Regions from separate parts of the Mus musculus genome. Here region 1 is linked to region 2. The links are chromatin contacts, called in public Hi-C maps. All regions are on one chromosome and are shown on one strand. The core of a region is the stretch at or near the end of the contact, and the rest is flanking DNA. Distances in the headings are between cores, read along the strand shown. Region 1 overlaps Magi3 (membrane associated guanylate kinase, WW and PDZ domain containing 3). Region 2 overlaps Magi3 (membrane associated guanylate kinase, WW and PDZ domain containing 3).

Region 1 (3,180 bases), core at 109-2,608, 80 kb before region 2:
GCTTGTATCCATCAGTAGTAACTGGGGATGGATTAGTTGCTTTGTTTCCTATCATTCTACTCCTAGATTATTTTTAATGGCTATGGCTTTCTGTGCCTTTATCTAGAATTTTGACCCACCACCACTTTATGTATACTTCAAGCTCAGAATAATTCTTCTCCTGTACCAATTGGTTTGTCCTTTACTTCAGAATAGTCCTTATACTTCTGTTTAAGCGTTAAAGCTTTTAGTGTTTTAACTTCTTATCCTTACTTCCAGTATCTAGATCCCTCTTTATCTTTTTAAAATCAGCTCACTTGACTTATTTAGATTACAAGATTAGATTTGATTATGGAAAATTTGAAAACTAGTCATAGAAATTTACACTTTATTCTATTTCTAATAAAATTAGGCAAATATTTTTAAGCAAAGTGTTTGTGATCAATAAAAGAGATATAATTAGTCAGGTACTAATATGTAGGATTGTCTATACAGGAGTTAACAATTAGCATGGAACCTTTAAAGAAGAGTGATTTCTCGGGATAGGTAGAACAAGGTAGCTTGGGGGAAGAAGGATTATAAATCAACCTTGAAATATAGAGGATGGCAAAAGAAAAGGGATATTGGAAAGGAGAGCTGACTTGAGAAAATGATTTAGATTTTAAATACTCTTAAAATTATGTTAGGATGTAGATTTCAGACTTCAGGTTAGACACTGAACTGATCATTTTTTTTTTAAATACAGTACATTTTAAAAATATACAATGGCTTACACCTTTAATCTCAGCACTTGGGATGCAGAGGCAGGAGGCAGGAGGCAGGAGGCAGGAGGCAGGAGGCAGGAGGCTGTCTAAGTTTGAGGCCAACTTGGTCTATAGAGTGAGTTCCAAGACAGCCAGGGTTACACAGAAATCTCATCTCAAAACAAAACAAAGTAAAGTAAACTAAAAAACAAAACAAAACAAAATAAAGCAAAACAAAAACTTAAAGCTTTATTTTCTGCATATGTGTGTTTTGCTTGCATGGATGTATGTGCATTACTTGTATGTTTGGTGCCATGTACGTGCTGGGACTCTAACCTCTGGAAGAGCAGCCAATCCTTTTAACTACTGAGTCATATCTCTGGCCCCTTAATAGGCTTTTATTTTTTATTTGACAAGTTCATGTATGTAAACAATGTATCTTGATTATATACAACCCAACTCTCCCTTTCCATTCATTCAGTAATCCCCCAACTTTTTCCTTCTACTTCCCTGAGTAACCCCCAGTGGGTTCATGCCCTCTCTTTTGTTTTTAAAATCCACTTGAGTTCAGTTAGTGCTGCTGTTGGACTGTTGTTGGACTGTTGTCTGACCTATGGACTTGATCTTGTGCAGATAACATAGCTGCCGTAAGAGCATGAGTGTGATAGCTTGTCACGATCAGAAGACTGCACTTCATAGCACTTCTCCATTCTTGCTCTTACAAGCATCTGCCCCTCTTCCTTGTTGTGCCTTGATTCTTTGGGAATGGGGGTTTGTTGATATAAATGTCCCATTTAGGTCTGAACACTTATTCTCAGCACTTTGATTAGTTACGAGTTTCTGTATTAACTGTTAACCACTGCAGAGAGACGCTCCTCTGGCCAAGGTTGAGGGCAAGGTTAATCTATGGGTATAAACACAAATGTTTCTAGTGCAGCTTGACAACACGCCACTTAACAAAACAACAGTAGTAGTCTTCCTCCTAGGGCCTGTAACCTCCTGAGCCATGTGCTTCTGGGCAGATTTGTAGTGTCAGTCTAAATTTCTTTCTATGGAGAGATGTCAAATCTACCCATAACCTTTGTGCAACTATTGCACCAGTGGGTACATCTTACCTGGTTTTGTAAGATGCAGTTGGTCACAGAAGTACCATTTGATGTTTTGTCTCTCCCAGCAGTCTCCAGAGCACATTTTGGTACCATGAAAGTTAGTCATCAGGGAGGAAGTTTTCAGGTCAGTTCATTGATTTTTCTGTGTCCTACAACCAAAGGTCTTTGGCAGTAGGTTCTTAACATCTAGTTTTGTTGAACAACCAAGAGTAATGACAGTTGCCTGTGTCATTTGTCGGGGCTTCCAAGAAGACTTCTTTCTTAGATTCAACAGGAAATATTTAGAGTTCCATCCAAGTAAAAGTTGTAAAACTGCATATTTATTAAGAAATTGCATGTTTTGTGGGGATTGCTTATAAATAGAATACTATAAATGGATAGTAATAGCATTAGCATATGATTTGTTTTTAATGTAATACTATTGAATAACTTGTGACTAGTTATCATTAGCTGAGTAGTAAGTGACTGTGATCCTTTTTTTTTAATGGCATACTTACTGAGGTATCTTTTACAGTAAAATTCACAGGTTTTTAGCTATATCAATCTGTTGATTTGGATAAATGCATATAATTATGTAATTAGTATCACAATTAACATTTCCATCACCTATAAAATTTACTGATACCCTTTTGTAGATGTGTAATCTTTTAAGAATACAGTTTTATCTTGTAATTTATTTTATCAAAGATTTTAGTTTCAAATAATCCTAGGAATGAATTTTAAAATAAGCCAGATATTAAATTGGAGATCACATTTATTGATTTTTGGTAGCTTAATTTGAATCCATCATAATTAACCAAGTAGTTTAAGGAAGGGACTGTGGGTGCTTGCTTTGATGTTTCCACTTTATCTTATCTTAGGTCTTTCATTCAAAAACCTTGCTAAAATCAGGTTCTTGTCATGATTTTTGAGGGTTCGTATATGTACCCTGTGCTCTTCACTTTGCCTCCTGAGCGTGTATCTCACTATTCTCTTTAATAGTCACCTGTCTCTCCTTTCCTATAAGCCTCACTCAGGAGGCTTCCCACCACCTAACTCAGAGACTGATAGAATGTGTACTTGAATATCTTCTGAATGTGTTTTCCCATTCACTCAGTCTCAAATACTTGAAAGTAGTATTAGGCTCTTAAATCTTTGTTCTTGAAGGAAGGAAGGAAGGAAGGAAGGAAGGAAGGAAGGAAGGAAGAAAGAAGACAAAGCCATCACATTTTGCCAGTGCTTCTCTCTTTCTCGGTACCAGCTTGTTACCCACCCATCCAAGTTTATTTTCATATCTACTTCCTTTTCTGGGCTTTTCTCACCTTAAACCTGGGGCTCCTTGGTTTTAACCTTTTGTTTTTCACTTTCTC
Region 2 (3,138 bases), core at 619-3,118:
ATAATTATCACAGTCTTAATACACTTTCAGAAGAAATGCATGGCAGTGGTGGCACACACCTTTAATCCCAGTACTCAGGAGGCAGAGGCAGGCGGATTTCTGAGTTCAAGGCCAGCCTGGTCTACAGAATGAGTTCCAGGACAGCCAGGGCTACACAGAGAAACCCTGTCTCGAAAAACCAAAAAAAAAAAAAGAAAAAGAAAAAGAAAAAAAGGAGAAGAAGAGGAGGAGGAGGAGGGAGAGGAAGAAGAGGAGGAGGAAGAAATGCATGGTCGGTCTGCTTTTGATGATGCACGCCTGTAATCTTAGTATTAGGGAGGCCAATCTGGGAAAGTCAGGAGTTTAGAGAGTCTGGATTATTTAATAAGATTCTGTTTCCAATATATAATATACATGTAGCTGTGAGCATAACAGTATAAGCATTTTCCTCAAGACCAAATCTCAAAAGGAACAGAGATGTTTCAAGAACAACATGAGTGAGTAGATAGGCCATCTCCCCCCCTCCCTTGCAGAAAAACCCAACAACTTTTGAAGTCGGGGATTATTAAACTCAGAGCCTGGATCCTACTGGCAAGTTCTTTTCCACTGAGCCACCTTGTATCATTCTTATTTTACTTCTGTTATAATCTTGAAGGAAGCCAGAGGCATAATGGCACGTGCTTTTGATCCTAGCACTTGGGAGGCAGAAGCAGGTGAATCTCTGTGAGTTCAAGGAGTTCAAGGCCGGCCTCATGTACATAGCGAGTTTCAGGACAGCGAAGTCTGTGTAGAGAGATTGTGTATCAAATAAAAAATTTAAAAAAAAAAACTAAACAAAGTAATAATTTAAGAAAACTTTGAAGGAACAAGTTACTTTTTCAACAGTATAAGCTAAAAATAATATAAAACAGGAAAGCTGGACATTATGCTAAACATCTGCTATGTGGTGGGATTGGATAAGAATAAGATTTAGTTTAGAGGTAGCTCACAGTTTAGAGGTAACGAGTTTGAGGGAATTTAATCTAAGGTCAGGGCGCCTGGCACCCATGTGGTGCATGTAGACTCACACAGGTCCATATATAAAGGTGAACATACATAAATCTGTTTAAAAAGAGCATAATTTACTTTAAATAAATTTATATTTTCAAAACTTTAAGGAGGAATGGGGAAGTAGTGTAATTGGTAGAGTGCTTGTCTGGGTTCCATTCCTTCCACAGCACTGAATAAACCAGGCATGGTGGTACATACCTGTAATCTTAGCACTCAGAAGCAAAAGGATTGGGAGTTCAAAATAGGCCTTTACTTCATAGCGGATTGGGGCTCAGTTTGAACTATTAAAAAGACTTAAATGGATTGGCTTCTGGAGTTGAAGAGTCTCAGACGTGACCTCAGAATTATTTTAATCCCCCTGCTCCCAACACACACTTCATGGAGGAGAATGTAAGAAGAACTGGGAGACTGGAGAGAAGTGCTCCGTAGACTGTGAACACACAAGTCTATTGCCCTACTATAATCTAAACTCACAAAAGTTGAAGAGATTATTTAAAAACAAATTCCAAGTATTTAGAAAAGAATAGCTTATCACCCAGAGCCAATATGGATTTCTAAGAAACAAGACATGCCAAACTGACCTCATTTTTACTCTCCCCCTACCCCCTGTTTTATAATTGCTTCTAGATTAGAGAATAGTAAAGACATGTTGTATCTTGACTTTAGCAAGCAGTTGACAAATTCTCCTTACTGTCCTTGTCAAAAAGATGATGAAGTGTGGGTAGATTGATTTACAGTTGTTTGCATGCTGAACCCACGCCAACAGGACTCAGGGTTAATCCAAATAATAGCCAGTTGCTTTATTCACTGATTTCTCAATGAGAACTGGTGGTGATTCAGAGTTTGCGTATATTCAGTAACTATGGGTTTGTAGCTGTGAATTCCTGACTAAGGAGTTGTATATTCAAACTTGACCGCCTGGATATTTTTATACAATTAAAATACCAATTACAGACATTCATCTAGCCAAACTATTTGTCTGATGTATATATTTTTAAACTTTATAAACCAGTTTCACTGTTCATATAAAAACCAAAGAATAGAATTCAAAGAGCAAAAAATTTTAAAGCATAGGCTGGCTAGGTAAGAATGTTCACATTATAAAGAATCTTTTGTTTGTATTTGTTTAATAACGTTTACATTAGCCTCAGGGAGATTTTTTTTTCATGCCCTTGAGATGTCAAGGTTCTGTGAATTAACCTGGGGGGAGGTGGGTAGGAGGGGAAGGGAGAGGGGGAGGAGAAGGAGGAGAGGGGAGGAGAGAGAGAGACAGAGACAGAGATCATATATAGATGTGCCTGCATTATATATTATACACCAGGATCATACAGTACCTATAGAAGTCATAAGAGGGCTTAGGGTCAGGAACTGGAATTGCAGGCAGCTGTGTGCCACCATGTGGGTGATTTGCAAGAGCAACAAGTGCTCTTAACTGCTGAGCCATCTCTGTAGGACAACAGTGTCCTTGGGAATTAATATATTTGTTGGCCTTCTGATAATCATTAGTAAACTACCTATTTAAGATTTTTTTAAATTCTTTGAAATTACATAGAAGAAACAATCGCTTTATTCTTTAGAAAGTTCTATTAGTTTCTGGAGACAGGGACGTCCATGGTGAATGGTTTATTTAGAATATTTTATTATCAGTTGTTAATCTTAAATAATGTCAACTCAGTTTTATTAAATTTTCATTATGTCTAATTGACTGGTGCTTACAGTATATTGTCTTGATTGTCAAGAAGCAATGATGGAGGGACTGGAGATTTGTCTCATCAGTTAAAAGCACTTACTGCCTTTGCAGAGTACCCTGGTTTGGTTCCCAACACCTACATGGTGGCTCACAACCATCCATAACTCTAGTTCCAGGAGATCTGAGACCCTCTTTTTGCCTCTTCCAACTCCAGGACACATGTGATGCACATAAATACATACATGCAGACAAAACACTCATACAAATAAAATAAGAACAAAACTTAGAGTTTCTAAAAATGTTTGCAGATATGATTTTCAGTTTTAGTGATGCTAAACACGAATGCTACATTCAGTGTCTAGTTGCACATTTTGTTTAAAATGCATTTTGGATTGCAGTTGTCTCTCATCCTTTTCTTT

Evidence for each region. A called contact is a pair of places that touch in the nucleus more often than the background predicts.
Region 1: a contact with region 2 is called in a Hi-C map of liver, with 2.2 times the contacts expected there. The contact joins two enhancer-like sites. A contact is called at or near these places in 1 of 15 datasets of contacts at CTCF or cohesin (the NIH/3T3 cell line) and 3 of 484 Hi-C or Micro-C datasets (large pre-B cells, liver and uterus).

Annotation. Positions count from the first base shown.
Region 1 is chr3:104,188,194-104,191,373 of GRCm38.p6, reverse strand. The region is part of intron 1 of Magi3 (membrane associated guanylate kinase, WW and PDZ domain containing 3); the gene reads left to right. Among named protein-coding and RNA genes, the nearest start is that of Magi3, 31 kb to the left of the region's middle. Within about 2 kb of position 1,358, at least 8 of the 459 cell types and tissues checked have an H3K27ac peak or open chromatin away from gene starts, as enhancers often do. A contact at or near this core is called in liver, where this site is marked.
Region 2 is chr3:104,108,336-104,111,473 of GRCm38.p6, reverse strand. All of the region lies in intron 1 of Magi3 (membrane associated guanylate kinase, WW and PDZ domain containing 3), which reads left to right. Among named protein-coding and RNA genes, the nearest start is that of Magi3, 110 kb to the left of the region's middle. Within about 2 kb of position 1,868, at least 10 of the 459 cell types and tissues checked have an H3K27ac peak or open chromatin away from gene starts, as enhancers often do. A contact at or near this core is called in liver, where this site is marked.